Regions from separate parts of the Triticum aestivum genome. Here region 1 is linked to region 2. Evidence: chromatin contacts called from public Hi-C data. All regions are on one chromosome and are shown on one strand. The core of a region is the stretch at or near the end of the contact, and the rest is flanking DNA. Distances in the headings are between cores, read along the strand shown. Region 1 holds the start of LOC123138889 (eukaryotic translation initiation factor 3 subunit G). Region 2 holds the start of LOC123138882 (glutamate receptor 2.8-like).

Region 1 (7,769 bases), core at 3,277-5,776, 220 kb before region 2:
TAGTATTCTGGCAACTTAGGACGTCGGTTTGCCGGCCGGTAGTATCAGGTAAAGGTGGGATCTTGGGATTCTTGAATCTCGGTCCTCTGCAGTTTGTTAGTACACGCTTTACTGAATCTTGGCCTTCTGCAGTTATGAATCTTGGCCTTCTGCAGTTAGTTACACACTTTACTGTCAAAGTGTCAAGTGCTTTGGTTAATGATAATTAAGCCAGTTGCAGTTTTATTCTCCTCCTCTATTGAAAAATGAACTCAAGTAGTAGGCAGAAAGATAAAATTGTACTACCATTTCTTTGACTGGACCTTGGAAATTTTCATCCTGGGAGGAATTCGAGTCCCAATTCAAGTGAAAATTGCAGTCACCATACCAGTAAATAGCTTCGTTCTACTACTTTCTCGTTAGTCTCAATGTAGTAATAGTCTAACTGAGGTATGCTTAGTCCTCAGTGTAAAATCTTCTTATTGATCGCATTATTTGCCACTTGGTTGAGTTGCTTCCGTTCACCCTGTTTAGATTAAGGAACTCTTATTTCAAGTCTACTTCCACATCGATTATTACCCTTCTACAATTTGGAACATGTTGCCATGATCTCTGTTTGTTGCAAGGAATGTTACTATGATTAATGTGGCTGACCATGTTGCAATTTATCTTTAAACATTTCTAGCAGTACAGGACTTCAAATGACAGGCAGAGCCAGCAGCATCCTCCCTCACGTGAAGAGCGGGGAGGCAGCAGAAGGGAGCCCGAACGCCGACGCCGACACTGCCATCGCCACCGCCCCGGTTGTCGATGAGGAGACCCTCCGCCACGACCTGGAGACGGCGATCGAGGAGGAGGACTACGGGCGCGCTGCCAAGCTCCGGGATGAGCTCCGACACCTGCGAGAGGACGGGCGGTCGTCGCTGCTGGCGGCAAACGCGCGGTTCTACGACGCATTTCGGGACGGCGACCTGGCAGCGATGCACGCGGTGTGGGCAAAGGGGGAGCACGTGTACGTGGTGCACCCGTCGGCGGGGCGCATCTCGGGCTACGAGACGGTGATGCGGAGCTGGGAGATGGTGTGCGACGCCGACCACGAGTTCCCGCTGCGGTTCGACCTGCAGGACGTGGAGGTGCACGTCAAGGGGGATATTGGGTATGTCACCTGCCTGGAGATGGTGAAGACGAGGGGCAGCGGCGGCAGCTGGGGCAAGCAGCTCGCCACCAACGTCTTCGAGAAGGTCGCCGGCGAGTGGCTCATGTGCGTCCACCATGCCTCCCATCTCGACGACGACGACGACGAATGATCATCGAAGATGGATGATGACCGGGTTCGAGCACAGGAGGTTTCGCGGTACAGACGTGAGCGTAGAGTTACAGGCCATACCATTCGGCAGAGTTGAGAGACGTTTTATCATTTCTAGTTCTTCCATTTTTGTATCACCATCAAATACATATGCTATTTTTGTATAATCCAATACATATCCTGTTTTGAGGAATTATATACTCTTTTCTATTCCCTCGTCCCACATCAATTGTCGCTCAAACCGATGTATCATGACAGATTTCAATGCTCAAGTGACGGAAGTTGTTTTCTTTCAGGTCTACTGGTCACCATGAAATGTCACAGGAGAACCCACCAAGCGTATAGCATTCCATCACGCGAGGATTATTCTTCACCAGCTAGTGCTTATTAGTTATTATCAGGCAAGGACACCAGAATTTTTACTAGAAGTAGAAAAGTTACACAAAGTTCGCGAAATGATATCTGAGCTAAAAAAACAGCATAGTGAAATCGGCAGATTCTCAACTGATCTTGACCATCCAGGTAGCAAAGAGAAGCAAGTGGAGTATAGTAACCAAATGAAGCAACAGGTATACAAAGCTTGATGAAATATAAACTCAAGTGCCATCCCTTAAGAAATTCACTTTTTCACCACCAGAGTGTAGTTATTCTCAACAAGGCAAAACATGACACAAGCTCACGACACAAACGTACGGGTATTTCGGAGACCATAATGATACGACACTTGTAGGAAATCTGGATGCTTAGTAGGCAGTAACTAAGTAGGCCTAGGTGCAGCCATCTCCACATGGAGGATGAGGTTATCATAACCATACCCATTGAGCTTGCTGATGGCCTTCTCGGCGTCCTCCCTGTGAACAAAGTTGACGAACCCAAAGCCCCTGCTCATTCCAGTCTTCTGATCCACCGCGACATAGACACGGCTGACCGGGCCAAACGTGCGGAACAGCTCGAGGAGGTCGGGCTCGCGGGTGTCCTCAGACAGATTGGTAACACGGACACTGTTCTCGTCGTTCCTGCGCCTCATGTCGTGCCCAGCATCGGTATGAACAGCACCAGCCCTTAGCCTTGGAGCAACGTATGAGCCCTTGGCAGGGCCACTCAGTGCTGCAGGGCCGTCAGAAGTAGGAGGCATGTCCGATGCATCGGTTGGTGGAGCGAGGTCCTTGTAGGGGCACTTTGAGGTCCAGTGGTCACCCTTCTTACCACAGGTTCTGCAAACCATGAGAACAGCACCTCCCTTGCTTGCCATTGCCAGTGGGTCACCAGACGCACTTGGTTCATCAGCTTTGCTCCCTACAATCAAGTGAAGTGTTAAAAATAAGGGCAAAAAGATACAGCAAAGCTTCAATAACGAGAAGGTAATCAGCAGGGAATTAGTACATTAGCAATGTTAAGGTCTATTTTTAAGGTCCATGTTAAATTTTGAGCAGAGCACAAATAATGGCTAAATAACAGACATACAACATCCAAGGCACAATACTGCAAGGTTAGATTTGGGTGGGCTACGGAAGAAAGACAAGTTAAAATGCCCCAGTTACTGAACAGACAAAAATTAAACCTACTCAACCACACCCTCCATTAACTAAGATATATGATCATCTAGAGCAGGAAATCATCTATTACAAAGCGCAGAAAGTTAATTTGTTTCTTTGATAAACATAATCACCGCATCACAGGAAATTGCAATGAGAATGTGGGGACACTCGGGTGATACTAATGTATTCAAACTATAATTCTTGCACTAAAAAAACATTGCATTAGAACTGCAACTGGAAATCCCATAATCAGGATTCCACATGGACCTGCACGCAAAATACGTCAATCACCAGCATCCTAAAGTTTTAAAGAAGACGTACAAAATTAGTACCAATGTTATGAATGTCCATGTTAAGTTTGACCTGAACACAAGTGATGTCAAAATAGAGTAATAGACATACAACACCCATCAGACAATGATGCATGGTTAGATTTGGGTGGGCTATGGAAGAAAGACTAGTTAACATGCCATAGAACCCGTGTGTTATATAACGAACAAATGTTTAACCTAGTCAACGTCATCCTCCATTAACTGGACTGAAGTAACAGGATCCTATATGATCACCTAGATAAGGCATCATCTAAAACAAAACATAGAAACTAAATTTGGGGTTTCTGGTAAACATGATCACTCCGGCACAGGAAATTTGCCCAAGGAGAATGGGGTCGTTCTCTGATGACAGTAATGTATTCAAATTATAATTCTTGTGCACTCCAAAATCAGCTGTGCATTAGGACTGCAACTGGAAATCCCATGATAAGGCATTCTACACGGGCCTGCATGCAACACACTTCAATCACCCGCCTGACCAAAACAGAACAATCATCCGAAGAACCTATCTAGACCTCACAACTCAAAAAAAAATTGCAGCTTCTTTTCATGTATAACAGATTCTTTTTTGTAGCAGATGTACGAAACTGGTATTCTGCCCCAGTACCCAATATCGGCACTGCTTCAAAGCACATCAATCGGAAAACTTAAGGAGAAATGTTCGGTACTACATCACAGCTACGGATCTATTTCCTCTCCTCCCAATATCCTCTACCTCTTACTGTCCTTCCAGTAACCTAATATTAGAAATGCTACTATACACATGTATATTTCCTAGATGTACATGTAATCACTAAACATAACACAGCCACTCGACTGAATAAGACTTCTGATTGGATCAACACCAGTTCACCTGGATCCCCATTTTTGACTAACGACACAACAACTGATTCGAAAGAAAGAGACGCGGGCCGGCGACGGACCTGGGGCGCGCGGGCGCTCGAGGAGGATCTCCTCGGTGGAGACGACGGTGAGGCGCGCGGAGGCGTCGTCGCCGCTGGCGGCGTCGCCGAACTTGGACCAGTTGCGACGCTCGACGGCGGCCTTGGAGAGGCGCGCGCGCGCGAGCTTGCGGACGCGGGTGGTGGTGGTGACCTTGACCTTGTTGCCGTCGTCGTCGAAGCGGTACTCGATCGTCTTCTTGAAGCCGTTCTCGTCGGGCCCGATGACCACCCGCGGCGGCAGCAGGAAGTCGAGGTCGCCCCCGTCGTCCTCCTCGAGCTCCCCCCACCGGATCTTCGCGTCCGCCGGCATGGCTGTCGCTCGCTCGCTCGCTGGGGCGCTAGGGTTCGGTGTGCGGCGGCGTGGGAGGGGGGAGAGACGGGCGCTCTGGCTTTGGTTGCGAGAATGGGATGTGTGGCTCGGATTAGTTTCTGGATGATTTTGTTCGGCGAGGTCGTGGCCTTGGATATGGGCTACGGGATGCAGTTGTTGGGCTTCGGCAGCAAGTCTCAGGTGGGCCTTATTGGATCGGGACCAGCTGGTAGCACGTTGCCTCAAAAAAAAAATCTACTTTCATCAAAAAAATTAAAAAATCTGTGACCCCTATAGAAAAATCTGCTAACTCGAAGTATTTGTATTTTTTTTGAACAGCGCTCATATATAATATACGCGCACACACTCATCCCTATGAAAGCGCACACTCACACACTACCCCTATGAGCACCTCCGAGAGACTAAGCCAGCAAATTATCTTGAGATTTTACATATTCACCGTAGGCGCCTCGTAGTCGACGGGAACGTCTCCTGCCACTGAACGAGTATCGCCGGAAATTCTGAAATAAATTCAGAATAAATGCAAGCATCAGGACTTAAACTCTGGTGAGCTGGGATACCACTATCCACATAACCATCCAACCACAGATTATTTTGCAAGTATTTTGTATTATTAAGAGAAATTTTCTCAGTATTCATGATTATTCTTTGTTCCATTTCCATTTTATACAAATGAAGGAAAGATGATTCTTCTTCATTCGCTGACGGGAGGAAACCACACATCAAAAATTATGCACAGATACAATGAGACTGCAGGATTTAGGCGAGTGAAAATCCAAAGTTCCATCATGAAAAGTGCTACAAGAAATCCTTGCACTTGAGGATTATCGCGTTGCAGCAAGAGTTTGGACCTCTTGCGCTTGACTTCAGCCGCTCCCGCAACGGGGGCACGATGACAGATCCTGAATCTTTAGCTTCAGTGTTAATGGATGTCGGTGTCAAAACCGGCGGATCTCGAGTAGGGGGTGCCGAACTGTGCGTCTAAGGCTAATGGTAACAGGAGGCGGGGGACACGATGTTTACTCAGGTTCGGGCCCTCTCTATGTAGGTAATACCCTACTTCCTGCTTGATTGATCTTGATGATATTAGTATTACAAGAGTTGATCTACCACGAGATCGTAGAGGCTAACCCTAGAAGATAGCCTATGATTATGATTGTTCTTGTCCTATGGACTAAACCCTCCGGTTTATATAGACACCAGAGGGGGCTAGGGTTACACAGAGTCGGTTACAGAGAAGGAAATATACATATCTGAATCGCCAAGCTTGCCATCCACGCAAAGGAGAGTCCCACCCGGACACGGGACGAAGTCTTCTATCTTGCATCTTCATAGTCCAACAGTCCGGCTAAAGTATATAGTCCGGCTGTCCGAGGACCCCTTAATCCAGGATTCCTTCAGTAGCCCCTGAACCAGGCTTCAATGACGATGAGTCCGGCGTGCAGTTTGTCTTCGGCATTGCAAGGCGGGTTCCTTCTCCGAATACTCCAAAGTAGATATTGAACACGAGAATCGTGTCCGGCTCTGCAAAACAAATTCCACATACCACCGTAGAGAGAACAATATTCCACGAGTCTAATCTGCTGACAACTTCTTCATAGCGTGACATCACGCCATGGCCCGGTCATTATTCGAACCGTTTTCCCAACCTTCTACCACACGTTTCGCGAGGCGGTTTTATTGGCACGTCTTGTCGGAGTAGAGATCGTGTCCCCTTATCACGGGATCCTCATCAATACAGGCGTGGGTAACCCAACTATGCCATTAGCATGGCGCTTGGGGAATAAGCGAGTTTTAGGGCATGCGGGGAGGCACATGATTTTACTTCCTTTATAAAGGGATAAGGATTCCGCTCCTTCACCCACACCTTCTTCTTCCTCTGCCTACTCTCTCTCTCTCTCTTTCTCGAGCTCCAGCGCCCAAGCATTCACCTTCTCCGCCCACAAGAGCATTCCAAAAATGTTTGGATCCAGAGCTGGAGGCAAGTGGATGGCCTCCACTGTCCGGGAGAAGGATATAAAGAAACTTTGGGATGTCGGGTATCTAGCCAAGAAGATCGGCCACCGTCTCCCGACGGCGGGTTAGATCGTCCCTACTCCAGAACCCCATGAGAGGGTTGTATTCCTCCCTCTTCGTCCGCGGGTTGGGGTTTCCCCTCCACCCATTTGTTCGCGGCATTATGTATTACTACGGGATCGATTTCCATGATCTATCCCCCAATTCCTTCCTCAACATCTCGACATTCATCGTCGTGTGCGAGGCCTTTCTCCGCATCTCTCCACACTTTGGATTGTGGCTGAAGATTTTCAATGTGAAGCCCAAGGTGGTGAGCGGTGAGCACGCCGAGTGCGGAGGCGCCATGGTGAGCAAGATGCCCAACGTCACATGGCCATCAGGTACCTTTAATGGTTCGTTAAAGGGTGGCAGCAACAGTGGTTCTATGTCACTGAGCCACGCGGCGCTAAATGGGCCGCGGCTCCCGGATTCTGACCTGGAGCCCCATTGCGGCTTATGTCCTAGACCAAGAAGGGCCTGGACTGGTCTTCGTCAGACAAACTGGCAACGCTCCAGGCGCGCGTCAAGAGCATGGGAGATAAGAACATCGAGCTTGTTGACGTAGTCCAGGTGATGTTGGTTCGCCAGATTCTCCCATGCCAACACAGGGCTTGCAATTTATGGGAATTCGACCCAGCCAAGCACCAAACCCTGCTGGAGTTCTTCGGCACAACGCACAAAGATATCTGGAAGGTGCTCTTCAAGTCCGGCAAATCGTGGCCGGACTCGGCCAAGGACCGTTGGAACAAATTGTCCCGTCCCCCAAGTTCGGTAAGTTTTCATATATTGGCATGACGTACGCTTTATCTGCGTACTCTGAGGGAAATGCTTAATATATTTTCCAGTAATTCTCCTAGGGCTGGACGAAGAAGGCGGAGTGGATCTACTGTCCGGCCCCACTGCCAGAAGAACAAGCCGGCCCACTTATGATGAAGATGCTGGTCCCGGCGCCTTACAAGGCACCGAAGAAGAAGGCCGAGAAGGAGGCCAAAGAGACCAGGGGCGGCCTTCGTCGCAAGGGTACTTCAGACATAGTGTCCGAAGACTTTGAGGCCCGCTCCTCCTCCGAAGAGGATGAGAAAGAGGAGGAGGAAAGCCAACCCCCCCCCCCAGCAAGGGGGAGAAACAAGAGGACGGCCTCCATACGCTTCGAGGCCGAGTCATCTAAGAGGGGGAAAGCCTCCTTTCCAGACGATTCCACCACCACCACCGACAGCAGCCCAGAGTGGGATCCCAGGGTCCAGCCCCTGGTTAAATCGTGAGTGCATAAAATCCAGACACATT
Region 2 (7,007 bases), core at 1,193-3,692:
AGCGCAGCGCCTCTCAGAGGCGGCCCAGGGGCTGCAGAGCAGTGTTGTATGCAACTTTTAGACGAAAAGCTAGTTGTATGCAACTCTGGTGGACAAATCTCGAATGTTCTTCCATTCTTCTCTGTGCACTGCACGTACGTACGTACTCCCGCCGTATGTGCAAGTTTTGTCAACAAAACCAGCCCACTTGGAGCGCCCAAGTCCCGGGCAGGTCGGTCACCAACGCACATGCGCACTCGATCGAGACGCGATCTTCTTTCAGTCAAGTCATTTTCCGACGTTCAAACCAGACCCTGTTAGAATTAAGTTTTCATATAGCCCGACGTCCCACGTCACTCCTTCGTTCATTCAGAAATCAGAACCATCCACGCTGAAGCTTAGTTACATGACGTTCATCCATGCGGATTTGCCACGCAACTTCAGCGTCCATCCGTAGCCCAATCCATGGTCATCATTCAGCTACAGATTCAGGTCAGTCATGGACCAAAGACAGGCAGACAGACAGGCACTGAAACCTACAGACAAACAGACCAGCGAGTACCGTACTAGTACTCCGACTTCAGAGGCAGAGAATTTGTTTACGCGCTGCGAAAAATCCACAAAGATCTTCCGTGATGTTAATTGGCGGCACGCATGCTGATCGGAAGTAAACTCTACGGAAATTTCCGCACGGAGTCTTGTGGCCAGGAGACAGTAATGCATGCCGTCTACAACTGAATTATAAATCCAGAATGTTGGGCGAACAAATCGACGTCGCTTGATTGCATGCTTCTGCATCGGCACAGCTCCACGTACGGTCTGGCGGCGTTTCCCCTAATTCGGTTCTTTCGTTTTCACTAATATAATTTTCGTGGCATTACACCAAATCCACCAAGAACACCAGCAAATTCATCAAAAACAGATCAGCCGGAGACACAACTCAACACGCCCACCGATAATGCTTGACGCATCACCAGAAAGGGGGCTAGGCAAGAAGACCTTTATTCCATCTTCAGGGAGCCGCCGCCGTCTCACCTTTCACCTTTCTGAGCAGGACACAAACCCTAAGAAACCTTGAAAAAAGATCTAAAAACAGAACCCTCCCATCGGCAAGGGGCCCATCGAAGACGGGACGGACCGACGCCGGCGCCGGCGGGAGGCAGAGTACCCTAGCTATTTGCAGGGGCGGCTAGCTAGGTCAAAGAGGCCAATTGGCCAATTGCGTATTGTTTGCGGTAGACGTACGGGGTGTATTTTATACTTGTAGCGTCGTCGTCCATGACGCTTGAGCTGGGGCGTTAGGAAAAGATCCGCACTTTTTTCTCCAAAAGGTCGACCCATGCATGATAGGCAGGCACACTTTGAACCTTGCACATCTCTTTCATGCAACCGGTGGACTTTGTGAATAAGCTAGTAGTAGGTCAGGATCGCAATTGGAAATTATGGGACGAGGTTTGACATTGGTGTGTTTTATATTCTTTTTCTGCGGGTGACATTCTTGTGTGTAGTCGTGTAGATGCCGGAACACTCCGTGAAATTTCGCATGTCGTTCTTCGATCGAGTATAGAATGCGTACAGCAGCTTAACAAGTGACGTGAAGCAAGCTAGCCAGTGACCTAAAGTTCTCCAATTTAGGATAATCTATGTCTCCTACACTCCTAGAGGGTAGGATTTTCTCAATCAGGCCCTAGAGGTAGGTAGTTTCATTGTATTGTATACTACTAATTATGTATCCAACAAAACGGGCCAATTAACAGAACTACCTGCTACCATCCAAACCATATGTAAAGTACTCCAGAAGATTCTCCATTTCAGCTGCTCTTAAAATTTGACTCTGTGCAACTCGACAAACGTCTTCAACGAGGCAGGAATGCACCGCAGCAAAGTCGTGGCCATGGTCGGTGCTTGCCCTACGTCCCGTGTACACACTACGTAAATGTACCCCACGGTCATCCCATTTTTTGTAAAGAATGTTTGTGGAACATATTTTCAACAGCGAAGAACATGATTCCTCTTTGAACCCGGTAAAAAATTCATGCACGGGAGGGGCAGGCAGAGTCAATCGACCAGCAGACAATTAAGCCCTAGAGTTAGCTAGCTACTCCTAGATCAAAGGAGAGGGATTAAAAGAAGACGAGAGCTCTGAGCTTTTCACTCTCTTTTCACCATGGGTCGTTTCCCTTTCTATCCTAGTCGACCTCCACAAGGGGGTACGTACGTACGCTCTTGACCGGTTCCTGCGCTGCCACGTAGCTGTCGAACGTACACGTACGTGGCCCACCTCCCGCATACAAGTCAAAGTCAAGAGTCGAGTGATTTTCAAGAGCAACGTCGCCGTACGCCACCGCAAAACCAAATCGATCGATCGCGCCAGGTTCCACTTCCATCGCCGGTACCATCCACGTCGCCTATAAAGCGACCGCCGCTAGAGGGTACGTCCCTGATCATCCACGCATCGATCCCATAGCTTCTTCCCAGGTTGCGCGATCATGGTGCGCGCGCTCCGGCCTTCTTCCCTCGTCGGCCCGTCCTTCTTCTACGCTCTGCTGCTGCTCGTGGTGGCCGCGCTCGTCGGGCAGCACCCAGCGGGCCCGCTGCGGGTGGCGACGGCGCAGAGCGTGTCGGCGCTGGCGCCGGTGCCGGTGCGCGTCGGGGTGATCCTGGACTGGGCGACCAAGGCGTCGTCGGCGGTGTCGCTGCGGCGGCGGACCGGCATTCAGATGGCGGTGGAGGACTACTACGCGGCGCACCCGGGGTCGGCCACCAGGGTGGAGCTCCATTTCGGGGACTCCAAAGGGGACGTCGTCGGCGCCGCTTCCGCCGGTAAGCTCCCTAGCTAGTTGCTTCTCTAATTATGCTCTTTCGCTTCATGAATCTATGCAAGCTCGTACTCTAGCTTGCCGTCCACGATAACACTTGCGAACGCAAGCTTGCCGTCTCGACATTAGCTCTCTAGCCTGGCCGTTTTAGTCCCTCGATCACCGGCGGCTGCTGCGCGCATGGGACTGTGCAGCTCTTATGGCTGCGCGGCGCACATCGGCGGGTCCGGCCACCTGGGCGGATCTCCATTCCAGGGCCGGACGTCGCCGCTTCCGGTGGTAATTAGTTAACCTCGCTCGCTTATCACGTACGCCATCATGGCTGCCTTCTCTAATTAAGCTCTTAATCCAAGCTCGTCTTGAGATTAGCACTATCTCTTTTGTCTTGGCCTACCCACTGGGGGCTGCAGTCTGCTAGCTCCGCGCGTACGACTGTGCAGCTCCCGCCGTCTGTGGTACACGAGCCACCAGCTGTTCTGTGGTGCCGCCGGATACGGCGGCGCCTCTCACGGCCGGCTGCCGGGCCGCCAGCCTTAGAATTGTCGTCTTGCATGGACATCCATCGTGGCCGGCCCTGTCGCCATTTTGTCCGGCTAGCCAGCTCCTCGACCGTCAACACAAGGACGACGACGGCGCGCGGGGGATTCAAGTTAACAACCACCACATCTCCATCGAGCTGCGTTGGAATCCCAACTAATCCGTCCCACAAGGCATAAACAGCCATTTTTAACCGCGACCGGTGGACTCAAAGTGCAGATATTCGCTACTTCTGTCAGGGTTTGGTACGTGCGTGCGTGCTGTCAGCCTGTGCGACAAAGATTAACTATTCTTGGCTGCTTAGGGTCGATCATTGGGCGCTTGGACTGGTGTGGTCTGATTAGTCCGCGCCGTCTGCTTCTTCACCGCGTACGTACGCATGCACGTGCTAGCGCGCGAGTCGGTCAAGCTTCATGGCTCATGTGGTTGTAGCTAGATTAGTTGGGGACGACAGTCGACGATAAGGACATAGATAGATGCCTCAAATCTTTATATCCGTTCTGCAACGCATCGCAACCACTCCCCTAGATGCATGGGATCCAAGTTTCAACGCATCGCACCATGTGGACGTACGTGCATCATGCATGTCGGGTCAGCAACGTTGAACGGCCACTCCAAAATTAGCAGCACTCTTGGAAATTCTTACTATACGCTATAGTACTTGTCATGGCCACTCATGCTTCTTCGTCATCGTCGGTCATGTATGCAGTCCAAGCTAGCTAGCTAGCATGTGTGTCGTCTGCTCGGGTCTGGGAGACGACTCGCTTTCGAACTTCCTTGTCAAAGTCCTCGCAGCAGTGCTATACACACGACAGTAGTTTCGAAGTCCTCGAGCAGAAAGATGGGCGCTAGCTTGTTAATTTGGCCGATGAAAGTGACTCGACAGCTTCTAAAAGATCTTTCACGACAGGAAAATCGGATGTTCATTACTTTACATGTTCTCTGGTGCAGCCCCAGTCATCTTTGGTACACCAACCACTGTAGATGGCTTCTTAATCTGGTCGATGATATTGACTGCTCAGCTTCTGTAGATCCTTCATGGGAGCAGAAATCGGGTGTTCATCAATTCACACTTATACAATGTTTACTTTTGCTCCCACAAAAAAAGAAGAATGTTTACTTTGTTCCCTAAAAAAATGTTTAATTTTGTTTCAAAATAATAATGTTTCCTTTGTTGAGAGAAACTAACTAAATCATTTTTCTCGCCTTTTATTTAGAAAACTGTAGTATCATTTTTCACTCCTAGTTTGGGCTCCTTAAAAGTTTCTAATGGTTCAGATTTTAAAGGGCTGAAAGAGTACCATGGGCCTAAAACTCCTCTTCTTTGCTGTTGTTGCAGCGTTGGACCTGATCAAGAACGCGCAGGTGCAGGCCATCATCGGGCCCAAGACATCAGCAGAGGCAGAGTTTGTGGCACATATCGGCAGCCGCGCTCACGTCCCCGTGCTCTCCTACTCCGCCACGTCCCCGTCCCTCTCCCCGGCGCAGACGCCCTACTTCGTGCGCACCGCCGCCAAAGACTCCTTGCAGGCCACCCCCGTCGCCACTGTCCTAGCACACTTCGGATGGCGCGCGGCCGTCGTCCTGCACGAGGACTCGCCCTACGGCACCGGCATCCTCCCGGCGCTCGCCGACGCGCTCCAGAGCGTCGACAGCGCGGCGATCGTGGAACGCGTGGCCGTGCCGAGCGGCGCGCACGACAACGCCCTCGACGCGCTCCTCTACCGCCTCAAGGCGATGCCGACGCGCGTGTTCGTCGTGCATGCCAATTTCCGCCTGGCCACGCGGCTCTTCCGGCGAGCGGAGGAGGCCGGGATGATGTCCGATGGCTACGCCTGGGTCGTCACAGATGGCGTCGGAAGCCTCGTGGACAGGCTCAGCCCCGAGGACGTCGACGCCATGCAAGGCGTCGTCAGCCTCCGGCCTCACGTGGAGCTCACGAGCCAGGTGAAGAACTTCTCGGCGCGGTTCAGGGCGAGGTTCCGACGAGGCAACCCGGCCTCCGACGACGACGTGATCAATGACCCGACCGTGACGAGGCTCTGGTCGTACGACACGGCGTGGGCGATCGCGGCGGCAGCCGAGGCGGCGAGTGTCCCCGGCCCGGCATTTCAGACGCCGCAGCGTAGCAGGGCCCTTACAGACCTGGACCGGCTCGGCGTGTCGGCCACCGGAGCAGCGCTTCTCAGAGCGGTGGTCAACACAACGTTCGACGGGATGGCCGGCAGGTTCAAGCTTGTGAACGGGCAGCTGCAGGTGGCGGCGTACGAGGTCGTGAACATCATCGGGAACGGCGCCAGGACGGTGGGGTTTTGGACGCCGGAGTCCGGCATCCTGCGGGACCTGAACAACGGTGGCGGCAAGGCTGCGCGGCAGCTGAAACCCATCCTCTGGCCGGGCGAGGCGCTGTCCAAGCCGAGAGGCTGGACCGAGTCGCCGAACGGACGGGTGCTCAACGTCGCCGTGCCGATGAAGAACGGGTTCAAGCAGTTCGTGGACGTCGTCGGGGAGAAGAACTCGACGACGCCGAAGGTCACCGGGTACTGCATCGACGTGTTCGAAGCGGTGATGAAGAACCTGCCGTACCCGGTGAACTACCGGTACGTGCCGTTCCCCCGAAGCCCGGATTCCTACGAGAAGCTGGTGGACCAGGTGAGCGGCGGGGAGGCAGACATTGCGGTCGGGGACGTGACGATCACGGCGAGCAGGATGCACGAGGCGGACTTCACGATGCCGTTCACGGAGTCCGGGTGGGCGATGGTTGTGGCGACGCGGCCGGACACGAGCGCCAGCATGTGGATCTTCCTGCAGCCGCTCACCACCAGCCTCTGGCTCGCCAGCCTCGCCTTCTTCTGCTTCACCGGCTTCGTGGTGTGGGTCATCGAGCACCGCGTCAACCCGGAGTTCCGCGGCACGCCGTCGCAGCAGTTCGGCCTCATCTTCTACTTCTCCTTCTCAACGCTCGTCTTCGCACACAGTAAGCCACTTACTAACCATCTCATCATCTCAATTCTGCAGAGTTCTTGAAGAATATCAATTACCAAATTAATCAATCTTGACGTTTTAATTTTCAGAGGAGAAGCTGGAGAGCAACCTGTCGAGGTTGGTGGTGATCATATGGGTGTTCGTGGTGCTGATCCTGACGTCAAGCTACACGGCGAGCCTGACGTCGATGCTGACGGTCCAGCAGCTCCGGCCGACGGTGACCGACGTGAAGGAGCTGCAGAGGCGCGGCCAACACATCGGGTACCAGGAGGGGAGCTTCATCGAGCCCTTACTCACGAAGATGGGCTTCGACGGGAGGAAGATGAAGAAGTACAGCACGCTGGAGCAGTACGCCGACGCGCTGTCCAATGGCTCGGCGAACGGCGGCGTGGACGCGGTGTTCGACGAGATCCCGTACCTGAAGCTGTTCCTGTCGCAGCACTGCGACGGGTACATGCAGGTGGGGCCCGTCTACAAGACCGACGGCTTCGGGTTCGTGTTCCCGCGCGGGTCGCCCATGGTGGGCGACGTGTCGCGGGAGATCCTGAGGCTGGCGGAGGGCGACCAGATGGCGCGGATAGAGAAGGCGTGGTTCGGCGAGCCCGGCACGTGCCGGGACGCGCTGGGCGGCATCGGCGGCGGCGACGGCTCGTCCAACCTCAGCTTCCGGAGCTTCGGAGGGCTGTT

What was found. A called contact is a pair of places that touch in the nucleus more often than the background predicts.
Region 1: a Hi-C map of leaf shows a contact between it and region 2, with 3 times the contacts expected there. The contact joins the promoter of LOC123138889 here to the promoter of LOC123138882 in region 2. A contact is called at or near these places in 4 of 5 Hi-C or Micro-C datasets (leaf and root).

Annotation. Positions count from the first base shown.
Region 1 is chr6B:664,787,066-664,794,834 of IWGSC CS RefSeq v2.1, reverse strand. It overlaps LOC123138889 (eukaryotic translation initiation factor 3 subunit G), which reads right to left and starts at 4,526. Exons shown (of 2, transcript XM_044558738.1): 1 at 4,079-4,526; 2 at 1,856-2,581. The coding sequence starts at 4,409. The coding sequence ends at 2,043. It overlaps LOC123138891, which reads left to right. Exons shown (of 2, transcript XM_044558739.1): 2 at 665-1,495. The coding sequence ends at 1,286.
Region 2 is chr6B:664,562,939-664,569,945 of IWGSC CS RefSeq v2.1, reverse strand. LOC123138882 (glutamate receptor 2.8-like) reads left to right here and starts at 2,442. Exons shown (of 3, transcript XM_044558731.1): 1 at 2,442-2,802; 2 at 4,675-6,312; 3 at 6,410-7,007. The coding sequence starts at 2,469.